Linked DNA regions of Gossypium arboreum: region 1 is linked to region 2. The links are chromatin contacts, called in public Hi-C maps. All regions are on one chromosome and are shown on one strand. The core of a region is the stretch at or near the end of the contact, and the rest is flanking DNA. Distances in the headings are between cores, read along the strand shown. Region 1 has its middle 19 kb from the start of LOC108484128. Region 2 holds the start of LOC108483962 (transcription factor bHLH74).

The links. Hi-C and Micro-C count contacts between places; a contact is called where the count stands out from the background.
Region 1: a Hi-C map of leaf shows a contact between it and region 2, with 2.5 times the contacts expected there. The contact joins the enhancer-like site here to the promoter of LOC108483962 in region 2. A contact is called at or near these places in 2 of 5 Hi-C or Micro-C datasets (both in leaf).

The regions. Positions count from the first base shown.
Region 1 is chr6:140,607,579-140,614,558 of ASM2569848v2, forward strand. No RefSeq gene overlaps it. Among protein-coding and RNA genes, the nearest start is that of LOC108484128, 19 kb to the right of the region's middle. Within about 2 kb of position 5,428, at least 2 of the 2 cell types and tissues checked have an H3K27ac peak or open chromatin away from gene starts, as enhancers often do. A contact at or near this core is called in leaf, where this site is marked.
Region 2 is chr6:140,567,573-140,575,079 of ASM2569848v2, forward strand. It overlaps LOC108483962 (transcription factor bHLH74), which reads right to left and starts at 1,357. Exons shown (of 9, transcript XM_017787530.2): 1 at 791-1,357; 2 at 1-407. The coding sequence starts at 175.

The sequences.
Region 1 (6,980 bases), core at 4,178-6,677, 44 kb after region 2:
GAATTGGGACTAAATCGAATAAATTGTAAAACTCGTGTTTTAGAAGTTTTTAGTATGAAATTGCTTTGGGATATTAATTAGGAGGTCTTAAATAGCAATTTGACCCATTCTTAAGTTATGGACAAAAGTTGGACATGGAGGAATTTTTGAAAGTTTAGTAGTAAGGGCATTTTGGTCATTTGTATATTAAATGAAATAAAATGGGAAAAATAACACAAAATTGGTTATCATCTTCATTAGTTGCTGCTGAAAATTTCTCTCCTCCATATCTAGGGTTTCTTCAACTTTCAAGCTTCATAGTAAGTGAATTCAAGCCCTGCTTTTAATGTTCTTCACATTTTAAAATCCTCGTAATTTCGGTTTACTTATTTCTACCATTAGTTCAATTAAGGTTTATGTTTAAAAATTTACCCATGAATTATAGGCATGTATTTTGTTGTTTGATGATAGAATATGAATGTTTGAAGTTAGGGAATGATCTTTTCTAAGCGATTTTTAATGAAAAGCGAGCAAAAACAAGCATAATCGATAAAAATATCTATTGTGCATAACTATGTGTTAGAGTGAGAATTTGATGTTGCCATAGAAGAGAAAAATGATCAGTAGGTCATTAAACATAAGAATAAGGGCTGAAATTAAATTTCCGAGCCTTGGGGCAAAATTGTAATTTTGTAAAGTTAGGGGCAAAATGTAATTTTTGTAGAATGTGATTTTTGGATTAAAATAAATAGTTTGAGTGTTAAATGAGCTAAATATGTTGATATAGATCAAGAAAGGTGTGGAATCGACCTCGAACGGGGAAAGGAGAAAGTTTTGGACTAAATTGCAAAATTCCCATATTTTGCACCGAGGTAAGTTTGTATGTAAATAATACATAAATTTCATTTACATTTTTATATTTCAGCCTATTTTATATATATTAGCTGATGTTGAAGTATAAATAGACTATTGAAAGAATGGAAATAAATAAGAGAGAGAGATCCCGGTTGAACATTCGGAAAAAAAAAAATCGAACAAAATAGATGGTACGTAGCTAGGTCACATGTATGGTGCCGAGTGCACATCATGTGTACAAGAAGGCTACGAGATACTATATAGTAGCTAGGTCACATGTGTGATACGGGATGTATCCCATGTAGACAAGAGAGCTACGTAAGAGACAAATGTAGCTAGGTCGCATGCGTGATTCCAAGTGAAGGACACCATGTAGACAACAGAGCTACGAGACAAATCGGCTAGGTCGCATGAGTGGTACTAAGCGTTCACCATGTGTACAAGAGAGCCGAATTAAATGAAATATTATGGTGAGGCTGTGTGCTGAAACCATCAAGTATCGATGATTAATCTGAATTATTCAACGGGATGGTTTTGTGGTGACATTGTAGTCATGGTCCTACACTTGTGATGCATGAAATGTGGTGAAAATGATTTGTGGTATATATATATGTAAATTAAAAATGAGGTTAGTATAAAGAAGGTGTGAAAGAGTGAAATTAGCATTGAAACTGTTTTGGACAGTAGCAGTGACGTGATTTTGAAAATTCACCAAAAATAGAAGGAATTTAGTTAGAGGTTGAATGAGATGTTAAATTAAAGCTTAATGAGTCTATTTTCATATAAAAGAAACAGAGAAAGAAAAGGAATTCTATATTTGAAGATATTTACAATTGTGTGACACCTGTTCAGGATGACTATGTGATCCCCTGTTTTAACTTTGAAAAATCATTAAAAATTGTACAAAACAAATTAAGAAATATAGTTTATATGCCTAAATTCCTTATTGAGTATAGTTTTAAATGAAACAGGTTTCATGGTTATTTGAATTGTGTATTGAGAGAAATTAAATTCGAAATGAACAGAGGTCAGATCAGTTGAGCTGTGTAACAGGGGAAACTTTAACTAATAAACTGTACTAATTGGCTGAACCAAAAATTCTAAAAAAATTAGTAAAAATTTTTATGAGTCTAGATTCAGGAAATTTTACGGATTTGAATTTCAAGTTTAGTAACTTGAGTTATGATTTATTTAGTGATCATGACGCAGAGGGACAACTTGATCAAATTGGAGTATACAATAAAATTAAAAATATGATATAATTGAGTTATGTTGTAAACATATTAGATTTCTTATTTGTTATTTATATACTTACTTACTAAGCTATAAGCTTACTTTCTTTTCTCTCCTTTGTCTTATAGTGTCGTTCACTAGCATGTGAGTCGAGATCGTAGAAGATCCGCCGCACTATCAATATTCTTGGTATCTCGAACTCAACATTTTGAAATATGGCATGTATAGCAGACTTAGTTATTTTGTTAAGTATCCTAATTGTCTAGGTTAAAATTACTACTTATAGTATCAAACTAATCATTTTGTACGAAGTCTTTGAAGTTGGTTTGTATTGTTAATGGCATATGTTGTAATGATCAAATTGCACGTCATATTTTTGTTGGGTTTTGTTTAATAGTATATACTATAATTTGTTAATACCTCGTACCCTGTTCCGGTGAAGGATACGGGTAAGGGGTGTTACACTAATCTCATTATAACCTCTTTTTTAGGTAATTTAAGATTACAGGCAGAATCTGAATTTTAAGATAAAATTACCCTCTGTTTTTATTATATTTTAAGACAAAAACTAAAATATCTTTTTTTTCTTCTCTTCCTTCTCATAAGTTTGAAAACTAAAATCCTTAACCTTCTCCAAATTTTAACTGTACACTCTCCTAGAGATTCACCCTCGTCTCTAGTTAGGTAAATTTAATATTTTCAATTTCTAGTTGTGTCTTCATATTGCTTTGTGGTTTATTGCATTGAGATTTTTTTTTTCATTTTTCAATATCTGTTGTAGGCTTCATGTTTGTCGATTGTTGTAGATTTTTTTTCAATTTATGTTGTAGGCTGCAAGTTTGTTGAGTTTTTGTGTTGTTGGTTATTATGAGTTCTCTCGTTTGTTTTTTTAGAAAAGTTCTCTCGATTGTTATGAATAATTATTTAAATAATTAAAGAGAGTATATAAAGAGATAGGTAGAAAGCGAAGACCTTGTAAAATAGCCATCGTTACTATCTCTTCACCAGTGTTGTATTGTTTGTAAGTTTCAATTAAATTTCAATTTTCAAATCCCAAATTGCTTTTGTCAAGAGTTTAATCTATTTTCTTAAGAACAATTGCTAGCACATATTCGATTAATTGAATATTATTGTTAGAAAATGAAGTTTGGAGCTTATTTGCTTTGTTGTTTGTGATTTAAATTACCGTTTCGATAGAAAATTTCATTGAAGTCATAACTTTCAATCAAATTCCTTTTTTCTTGACAAGATTTTAGGTTTTTTTTCTCCAGCAATTAAGATTATAGAATGACTGGCAATTTGGTGGACTTAACTTGCTCTTTAACATTCTCTCAGTAGTTGACATAAATTATTTGGTTAATGAGTCTATATTTTATAACAAGGACAATATAGTAAAATTTGCTTTTAGGTAATTTTACTTTCCATAAACCAAACACTTTGAATCTTAAATTCCTAGGCAAATGAACTAAATAAAGTAATTTCACATTCTACTTATACTCTTACATTCCCATAATTCTATTACGGAATGCAATCTAAGATAACCAAACGCCTCTTTAAGGTTTTATACTTCAAAAACCTTAAGTATACTCTTTACAAACAAGGAGAAGATGAGCAAACTAACAATGAACCTCAAGTAGGTGTGTTTGCAAATGAGACTCTAAATACAAAGATTTGAGAGTAAGAAAAGATATTGCAGCAAGCTCTTAATGAAATATGTATAAGACAAATGATGAAGAAAATGAAGATTTGAAGTTAATTCCCTTGTGTTTTATGCTTGGATATTTCTCTTGTTTTTTTTGATGTGTCTTTGGCGTGTATTTATACTAAGGGAATGAGTTTGTAAATATTTGTAGTCGTTGGGTAAGACTTGGAGTTATTGCATCACTCAATTTGTACATTAACTGCAGTTGCAGATGAACTTGAACTGATACTACTAAAAAAATATAGTCGTTGGAAGGCAATGGTATCGCCACAACTAGGCTAGTACCGATACAACTCCAGAAGGATCAATACTTTTAGGTTTGTTGTAACACTACTATCTAGGGTTTTACAGTTTTGCTTATGTATCGAAACTATGCCCCAAACTTGTTTAAAATGGATTTAAACACTTAAAACATTTTGGTATTTACTAAAGAATATATGGATAAATTCAAACTCATTAGAAACATGTTTTTGAGTATTTTATAAGTCTTTGAAATGCTTTAAAATAGTTTGAACACTAAATGACTTAGTTAATATTGTTATATCAAAAGCTTGAGACATCAAAATTAACATCTTGCTTGAAATATTTTTATTGTTATATTAAAATTAATAAAGATGAATAGATAAAGTCAATAACAAAATTATTGATTTTTGAAAAGTAATGCTAAACTAGCTTTTATTCAATTAACCAAGGATTTTCGATAGAATAAGTTCGGTCAAGTTAGTTATAATGGCTACGATAGTTTTGTAATAGGTTAAAATAAATTATGTCACTCAATTATTAATTATAAATTAGCATAATCAAATCAGTTGTCTTTAGCTATTTTTTAATATATAAAAAATATTTTTTGAGACAATCAACTGGGTTTTATTTATTAATTCCAAAACAAAGCTCAAAAAAGCAAACGGGTTGTACAGTTAAAAGTGAACCTAACCATTAGGCCCAATAACCTAGCAAAAAGAGCATGCCTAGATTACCACATGGGAGCAAACAAGTTCAGTTTGGCAACCCAGCCCCCTTCCCCATATCTCTTTTATATAAAATTTTAATCAAAATCAAAATCTAAGCTTATTCGATTTAATTGACTTAACCGATCAAACCAAATATCGTGAAGTTGATTAGATCGATTAAAACCTAAATGGTCAATTAGTAAGCTAAAGTATTATTCTAAACGATCAAATTACATTTTAAATTTTTTTTAACCGAATCAACCGACTAAACTCTCCTACAAATGATTTTAGATAAAAAAATTTGATGAAATAGACTCAAAAAGTGGGATGATCATTTAAACCCAAAGTTTTGAAAATTGGACCAACAATGGACTTATGGAGTTATTCTTTACTATCTAAATTGGGCCAACAATAGGCTTGACCCAAGTGCATTGAAAAACAGATTAGGCCTCAACATAGAAAAGAGGAAAGTTAAATAGACTCAACCCAGTTAAATAAGAGTCCACCAAAGGAAAAAAAAGTACCGGGACCAACCGGTCGAGTGATAAAGAGTTTAGTTCTGTAACCTTTTCAACTCGATCCAGAAGTTATGATCGAATTATGAAGATAAAATTAGTCAAAAAAAATCAGAAAAAGTCAAAAATGGCTGAGCAAAACTGATACAAGAAGATAAACACATGAGCTGCAAGAATTGCATAGATTCAGTAATATGATATAACATTAGGGTTGTACGGTGGAAAATGGAGACTAGACAAAGAGGAGATGTGTTAGAGTCGAAGAAAAGACAAATTTGCAGACAAAATACTCACGGCTTAGGCTTTTAGCAAATGGCATTGTACACCCTATCATATATCAATATCATGGTTTATTATATTGTGTTTTTAAATAATAATTATACTAGCAAAATTGGACTAAAGATACTCACGTTAGATTCTGGACGCTGACAGCTTTGAATGCATATAATAATCCAATATGTATATATATGATCTGAAACTGAGAGGGGCTATTTAGCTATGTATGCTTTTAGCCTTATGGGAAAATAAAAACAAAACTGGCTGCCACAATCTGTACGGAGCATCATCCTCAATCTTGTTCCCGAGCCATTCAATTCATTTTGTTATCATCATTCTCCATAATTTAATTTTTGTTTGGTATAATTCTAGTTTTAGTCCCTTTACTATGTTGATTTTGTAATTTAATCCTTCAAACCCTTTACCTGATATACTCTCGCATAAGGAGGCTTGAAATCACAATCTCTAAGAATATGCAATGTTGTAGGGGCTAGCTATGTTATTACTTAGTTGGGTAATTTTTCAGCTTTAATTTTTCATATTTCATCTTCTTTATTTCTTTTTTTTTTATAATAAGGGGCGAAGTCAAGAATTTTATGTTGGGGGTCGGCATAAAATAGTAAAATTTGAGGGATGCAAAAGCTAAAACTTTTGTATTAAAGGGGATTAAATTAAAATATTAAATCTTTGGGAGGAAAAATGATAATTTTCATTTTTACCAAAGGGCTAAAGGACTTCAATTAAATTACTATTTTTTGAGAGGGACTAAAATTGCATTTTTTTCATTTAAATAAAGAATTAAAAATGCTATTATTAATTTGGGCAAACTCCACCCATGGCTACTAAATTGTTATTCAACTTCAAAAAGTTATAAAATGGTCATTAAACTATTCAAAAGTTTTCATTTAGTTACTAAGCTGTTAATTTTATTTTTTAAAGTCTAGTTAGTGAGCTCTAAGCGATGATTCAACAATCGGTACAATGGATCAATGCCTATCAACGAGTAAAAAAACATACTTTATATTCAAGTCGATATGATGGTTAGTGTCAGAAATCGAAGAAAGGTGTTTGAATTTTGATTCACAGTTTCATTATATTTAAAGTTGTTTCATAACTGTAGAACAGAAGTGAAATAAGAACTTTCGATTGATGTAGGCAATGCAAACGAACAAGGTCATGCAACAATGATTTCAACAACCTAGTGACAACTTCAATGAAAACTTTCGAATATTTCAGAGTCATTTTATAAATTTTTGGGCTCCAAGGTCCTACTCTTATCCCTGCACCTAGCTTCATACATGTTCAACACTTTTAACTATTGTTTTTTGAGAAAATATTTGGTGCACTACCCGTGAAGATTTTGGACTCCACAAGCAGGATCAGAGGTTGGCAATTGTTTTATAAGAGTAAATAAATATTTAAAAACTCATTCTTTTAAATATTAATATACTCTCCCTTTAAAAGCGGTAA
Region 2 (7,507 bases), core at 107-2,606:
TCAACGATACCATCGGATCCCAACCGGAACCAAAGAAAGGATCCGATGAATTCGAAGACTTGGTATTATACATCGAACTCAATGCCATTCCATCAACTTTGTCACACAAAGGGTTGTTAGTATTCATAAGGCTATGGTGTTTAAACCCTAAATCATCATTACCATCACTAGCCATAGCTCTAAGTTCCAACCCTAAAAACACCCCCAAATTCTAAGCTAACCTAGACCTGAACCAAGTTGATTTGACCAAGGAAAACAAAATATAATGTTGGCAGCTTTATAGAACTGAGAGGATGTTAAAGTAAAAAAGGACCAAATCCAATGCATCAGCCATGGAATCTCACAGGGACTAAATTGTTTACCTCTTCTCTTTCAAAAGTCCCCCCCAAGGATCAAAATCTACTCTTCTGTAAGACAAACAAAAAAAGATTGAATTTTTAAAAAACCAGATCCTAGATAAAGACCAATGCTTTACTAAGATCAAATTAAGGTAAAAACAACTTTAAAAAAATGAGAAAATAAAAGAAACCCAGATTCTAAATTTGATGATAATATCATAAATGAATGAACTTTACAAGAACTAGTACAAAGATGATGAAAGCAAAGTAAATCAATACCCTAAAACACTCTCCAAGAACAAAGAGAAGGGAAAAAAAAAACCCTTTTTTGAGAGACTATTATCAAAGCATCCAATTTTTTTTTTCCTAACTTTGAATTATGCAAGAACTGAAATGAGGGGGGCAGAGTCTAAATTCATAGTTCCCCTAAATTGGGTATTTTTTATGGTTACCTCTAAAAGCATCAAATGTTTGCTAAGCTTAAAATTCCACCTGAGGGAAACCAAATTCACCAACTTGGCGCTTGTACCAAACAAAGCATCAAATTCCAACCTTTAATATATATATATAAAGAGAACCTATAAGGCTAGAGAGAGAGAAAGCATATAAGAGAGACTGTGTTTTGATGTAAGAAAGATTAAAGATTGGAACTTTGCTTGTTTTTAAAAGACATACTAACTACTGCACTCAACTGCTCTTTGTTCCTAAATTATTACAGAACCTAAGCTACTTTTTTTGCCTTTGTTAAATTTTTTATCTTTTGATTTATTTATAAGTGTTTTTTTTCCCCTTTTTTCAATATTTAAACAATATTTAACTTAGATGCCATTGGAGATGTTCTTCTCTTCAAGGCCAAGCTAGCTTTGCTTCCTTCTTTGATCATTTTACTTTATTTATTTTTTTCCCATTACTGACACATTTTGCCAACTATTCTAAGACAGTCTTCTCTTTGCTGTTACTCACTTGTTTCTCTCTCATTGCCAACTAAGCCCCCCTCTTCATTTCTTTTCATAATTTTTAGCAATATTTTAAAAAAATCACATCAATACAATGTAGAAATACAACACTATGATTGTAGTTGGTATTATTATTAAAAAATATAATTTCGTATTATCTCTCTATTTAAAAACTTTCATTATTTTGGAAATTAGATTTTAAAAATTAAATTTTTTACTAATCGATTGTCCTTAAGGGCATTTAGATCGAGTAATATCTAGTAGTATGATTTACAAAATATAAAATTACTTAATCGTATTGCGTAATATATTACATTGTTTTGTTTGATTCGTTTAATTATAATATAAGATTTAACTTTTGTTTGACAAAATATAAAATTATTTGAAATTACAATTTACTAGTTTTATTATTGAATTATATTGAGAGTGAAAGTTAAGTCTGAAAATATAAAAAAATATAAATAGATAAAATGTTAAGTTTTTAACTAATAATAGACAAAACTCATTTTATAAATAAATATAATTAAATGTTCCTTGTGAGAATGTATATAAAAAATAAAAAAGGTTAATTTATGATTAATATTTATTATATTATATTTTGGTTTAATGAAAATGAACTAAAGTAGTTAAAAATAAGGTAAAAAATATACAATATTAAGATCGCTTCAATAAAGTCTCGACTTATATAGAAGTAATGGATAAAACTTTTATCGACATTAATTTAGCATGAATTTAAATCATATTACTCTCCTCTCTTATTTTGATATTGTATAAAAAATACTCCAATTATGACTTATTTTTGACATCTAAATACCCAAGTTTAATTTTTTTTCTCATAAAAAATCAACTCAATGAAAAATCATTAAATCAAGCATATAATAACTCATAATAAAATCTTATACTATTATTGATAAGATAATGTAATTTGATGTAAATGGCTCTTAATTATACATGATTTTGCCCTTGCTCATCATTTGATTCACATTGATTATCAATCATCCCCCACAAAACCCTCCTTTTTAACACAATCCAATTTCATATTCATGGAGTTCCAAAAAAATCATTTAATTATTCAAAAGTTTTTATTTAAGTAATTGGGTTGTTAATTTTTTTAATAAGTTTAATTAGTGAGTTCTAAGCAAAAATTCAACGATTGATTTAGTAGATCAATACCCATTGGCAAGTAAAATAATATGTCTCAGATCTAAGTGAATCTGATTTTCTATGTTAGATTAGAGTAGAAAATTATTTAAAAAGTCTGAACTATAAAAAAAGAGAAAAAGAGTTTTTGATTGGTGAATGTAGTGTGAATAGATAAAATCATATAACAATAATTTTAACAATCCAGTGACTCAAAATTTTTTTTTGAATAATTTAATAATTATTTTATAACTTTTTGAAGTTAAGTAACTAAAATATAAAATTACTAACAATTTGATGACCTTGGGTGCAATTTACCCATTCTGAATTTGTGATTGATGGGGATTGAATGGAGATGATGAAGTCAGCAATATGACAGGTGTCTAGTGATTGGACAAGTCACAGAAAGAAGACAGTAAACCTAGAAGCATAATATGATTTTCCCATAACACCAACTTTTTTATTAAATAATACATTAAATTGAATTGAATTAATAAGAAGAGGTGCAGCAACAAATCAATCTTTTCTTTTTGAGGAACATAAGGAATAATGGAATCTAATCATGAAATAAAATTTACCTTGTAAGTTGTCTGTGGTAAGGATTTTCCAGCTGGAGGGGTGCCCTTATTCACAAAAAAGCCACCCTAAAACTCTTGGTCAAATCCTATTATTTTTTGGTCAACTTAAACTCTTGGTTGTTATCTTGCTGGATTTATTTCTTATTTTATATTATTTATTTTATTGGCGAAATCAACGGCTTACTTAGCTTAGATTCTGTTAAATTTGAGTTAGTTGTGAACAGTGATGGCAAAGAGATTGGATCCGTATTTTTTCTGGCAATATTGTTAGAAAGAATAATCATAAATTTTGAATATATATAGTATAATAAATATTAAAGATAATTTTTTATGTATATATGTTCAAATCTATTTTGCTTTAAATTATTCATAGATCCGACTTGATCTTTAATAAATATTTAAAATGTATATATATTTAGATTCTACTTTTGATTTGGTTAGAAGATTATTTTAATTTTCATATACCATGAAATATTAAAATCTATATTTTAAAAATATAGTATTGCCATGAACTTCAATCTCGATTCCGAAATGGTTTTTTTTTAATCCTAGCCTCAACTCATTTTGAAAACTTACATATAATGTTTTATATTATAATGATTTTACAAAACTAAACCAAATATGTATATTATAAAATATTAATAAAATGATCAATAGAATTTTAGTTCGATTAGCATGGACATTGTTGCCAAAACAGGAATATGTGAGTTTAAGTGTGCTAAAGCGCATTACTTACCTATTTATGGGTTGAAGAGGGGTTATGGATAGTTTTAAGTATTGTATCAAAAATATGTAATCAAAATAAATAAAAATATTATATATTAAACCCAAGCCCGAAATGGTTCTGTCCATATTAATTTGTTATAAATTATTTTTATATAAAATAAATTTTAAAAATATAATACATCAAATAAACTAAAAACATTAAAATAGATGTTTCCTAACAAATTAAAAATATATTTAAAAATTTTTATACTTAAATAATACTAACATAGTTGCAACTTTGCAAGCAAACATCTCTAAAGTGGTAGCAAAATTAACAATAAAACAATAGTTATACAATATCCAAACAATAACAACAAAATGTTAACAACATAATAATGAAATGACAGCAAAACAATGGATTTGGGTTGACCCGGGCCTGTGCAAAAAAATCTTACTCAAGGTCTAGCCTGTTCAGAAAACAAGCATTATTTTTTATCCAAACTCATTTTTCAGGCCTATATTTTTTACAAATTTTATTACTTTTTAAGTGAGCCTTTGAGCTTGGGCGAATGACACGACCTATGATCGGGTCTAATAAACTAGATGAATTATTCGACCCATAGAGAATTCTACTTGACACCATGCATGTTAAGTTTTACGAGCTTTCAATTTTCCCATGGACTCTAACCCCTTGAGGTACAAACATGTACAATTTGGCCTGACCTCAATACCCATGGGGTGTCGAGATTTGGCTTGAGATTATTCAAACTCCCTAACTACCCAAATGAATGTATTTGGCTTGCCTCGAGCCTCACAGTATAAATAACCCCATAAATCCTTAAGTCCTACCTTATTCCTTTAGATTAACCTGAATTTCCATCAACAATAAAATCACATAGCTGCAGTTTGCACAAATATATATATATATATATATATATATGATACAATTACTTAGTTTTATCCCTTGTGTTTTGTCTCTTCATTAAGAAAGAAAATTCTAAAATTAGTTTGTTCAGAGATTACTTTGAGGTTTGTAGATGATTCTTGTGGCGACCACTCTCGAAATACTAACAAGTATTTCATTGTAATGTACTTTCTATATTATAATTTGTTTCCAAATGAATGTACTCTCGAAACTATGGTAACCTCGAGTCTAAAAATTTTATACATTATTATCATTATGAGAGTTATTGTAATCTTCCCATAATAATCCAATAACATTATCATGATGGGTCAATACACGATTATCTAACATACACTTAATGTGTTTAACTAGGTATCTCATTCCAATGACAACATCTTGCCATTACTCAATCAGATACTAATCTTAATATATTATTGTTGCCCGGACCCACAAACATATACTAAATATAATAATAAAGACATTGTCATTATTTTAAAATCTTTATTTTTCAATGAAATTTTTCAATAGCATATTTTTGCATTCAAAAATAATTCCATAACAACATCATTAAGAGAAAAAAATTAAAAAAGCATTATTTGAATAAAAATTCACCTATCTCTTTTGAATCTTCTTATTACAAGTATAATATAAATATATGTTCGAGTAGCTATAAGTATCAAACTATTAAAATATGGATAAATTATTGAATAATTATAAAATAGAATCAAACTATTACAATACAAATAAATTGAGAACCAGTACTATTTAAACTAAAACCTAAATATAATAACCACGCATAATGAAATTTGAAGACCTATGCATGGTGGATATAGACCGGAATACTCAAATCTAAAACTTTCACCTTTGACAATTATGTTAATACCTCGTGTTAGAGAATATAATTTTTTTTAAAATAAAGTTTTATAAAATGGAGATAAATTAAAACCCCCAAGATTTCAATAATTTTTTGTGGAACGTTTTACACGAAATGTGTGCTTCTTGTGATTGATGGTTTTCAAATTTGATGTGATATTTTTTCCCATACCGTGTGATGTTCAAAATGGACCCCACTTCAATGACTAGGTAGTCAAATATCATATGAGTGTTATGCCACACCTAACTCATCTATGTACCTACTCACACTAAATTATTAAATATTCATAATAATAAAAAAATCCAAATATATTTAATATTTGAAAAATGATTTGATAAAATTTTACAAATAAATCCTTTTAATATACATTAATAAATAAATAATAATTTTAAGAAAAAATTGAGAGTATTTAAATTATTTCATAGAATTAAATTTTTTATAATGTATTAAATATTAACCATAATATTTATACTTATATGAATAATTAATTAGTTATAGAATAAAACTAAGAATACGTTTACGCTATATGCAAAGGTAAAAAAGATGTACTTGGTTAACTTAATCCAATTAGGCAACAAAGATGTACTTGGTTTAATTGATGCATAAATTGTTTATATTTTCCCTCAAATCAAAGTTTAATATAATTTTAGAGGAGAGCTTCAAATGGGAACAGAGGGAATTGAGCCTTGAATTATGTTTGCGGTGATGTGTTGGATGTTGTGGAAAAATAGAAATAAATAGGTTTTCCAACATGAGATTGGCAGAGTAGAGGATACGGTAAGAGGTACTAAGTGCTTTGCCCTTAATGTTTGTGAAATAATTCGCAACAGGAATGCTTCTGGAAATTCAAGGCTTGGAATGGCTAAAAGGCAACCACCTAATCTTGGATGGATCAAAATTAATACAGATGGAGCCGCAAACACAGATGAGAACTGGTTGGCTGCTGGAGGTGTTCTACGAGCTTTTTCTGAGAATTGGGTTAGAGGTTGTCAAAGGTTTATTGGAAGGGGATCGACTGTAAACTCAGAGTTGTGGGTGATCCTTCATGGTCTTGAAATAGTACAGAACAGACGCTCTAATAAGATAATTATCGAAATTGATTGTATGATGGCAGTTGAGATCATGATTAAGGAGGGCTAAGGTAGTATGTCTTCAATGACTATCGTCATGAAAATAAAGACAATATATCGACAATTTGCGGCTGTCAATTTCCAATTCGTGAATTGGGAAGAAAACATGATTGCCGACTGATTAGCAAGAAATTATCCCTCAAGTGAACTGAATTTAATTAAGATCGATATAGGAAATTACTTTTAGAAGATAAATTAGGAGATATCCATATAAGAATGAATTGAACTAAGGCAATGTGATACCTTCTCTTATTTATATATAAAAAAAAGAGTTCAATATAGTATTTAGTTTAGCAATGGCATATGCATATACACACGTGAAAATTTATGTATGTCCATCCTTATCTACATATATATGCATGTGCAAAAGGACATGGTTTCGAGTGCGTTGAAGTGCATTATCCTCTTATTTATAGGTTAGAGTGAAGTTATGAATAGTTCTAAGTATTATATCAAAAAGAGATTGTTAAAAAAAAAACACTCTATATTACAATCCAAATTTATTGATCTATCTTCTAACCTTATCCATTTTCCTTAATAAAAAGGGTTAAGGAAAGTTCCATCCCTAATCGGTTGTTAAATACCCTATTTAAATATTTTAGTAAATTTTTCTAAAAATAGAGTATCATGATATTGATGTTTTATTATTATTTATAATAAAATAATAAATAATAGTAAAATAAATTTTACTATAAATTGTAATATAATAAAAGATATTTGTATTTTTAAAATAGGCTAAATAATATTTAAAAAGCTATTTAATATCTAAATATCTAATTAATGAAATTATTTTACGAAAATTAGATTTCATATTTATAAGCGTGTAAATCTTATTTTCAAAATAAATTCATTTAATCAAAATATTTCAATAAAATAAAAATA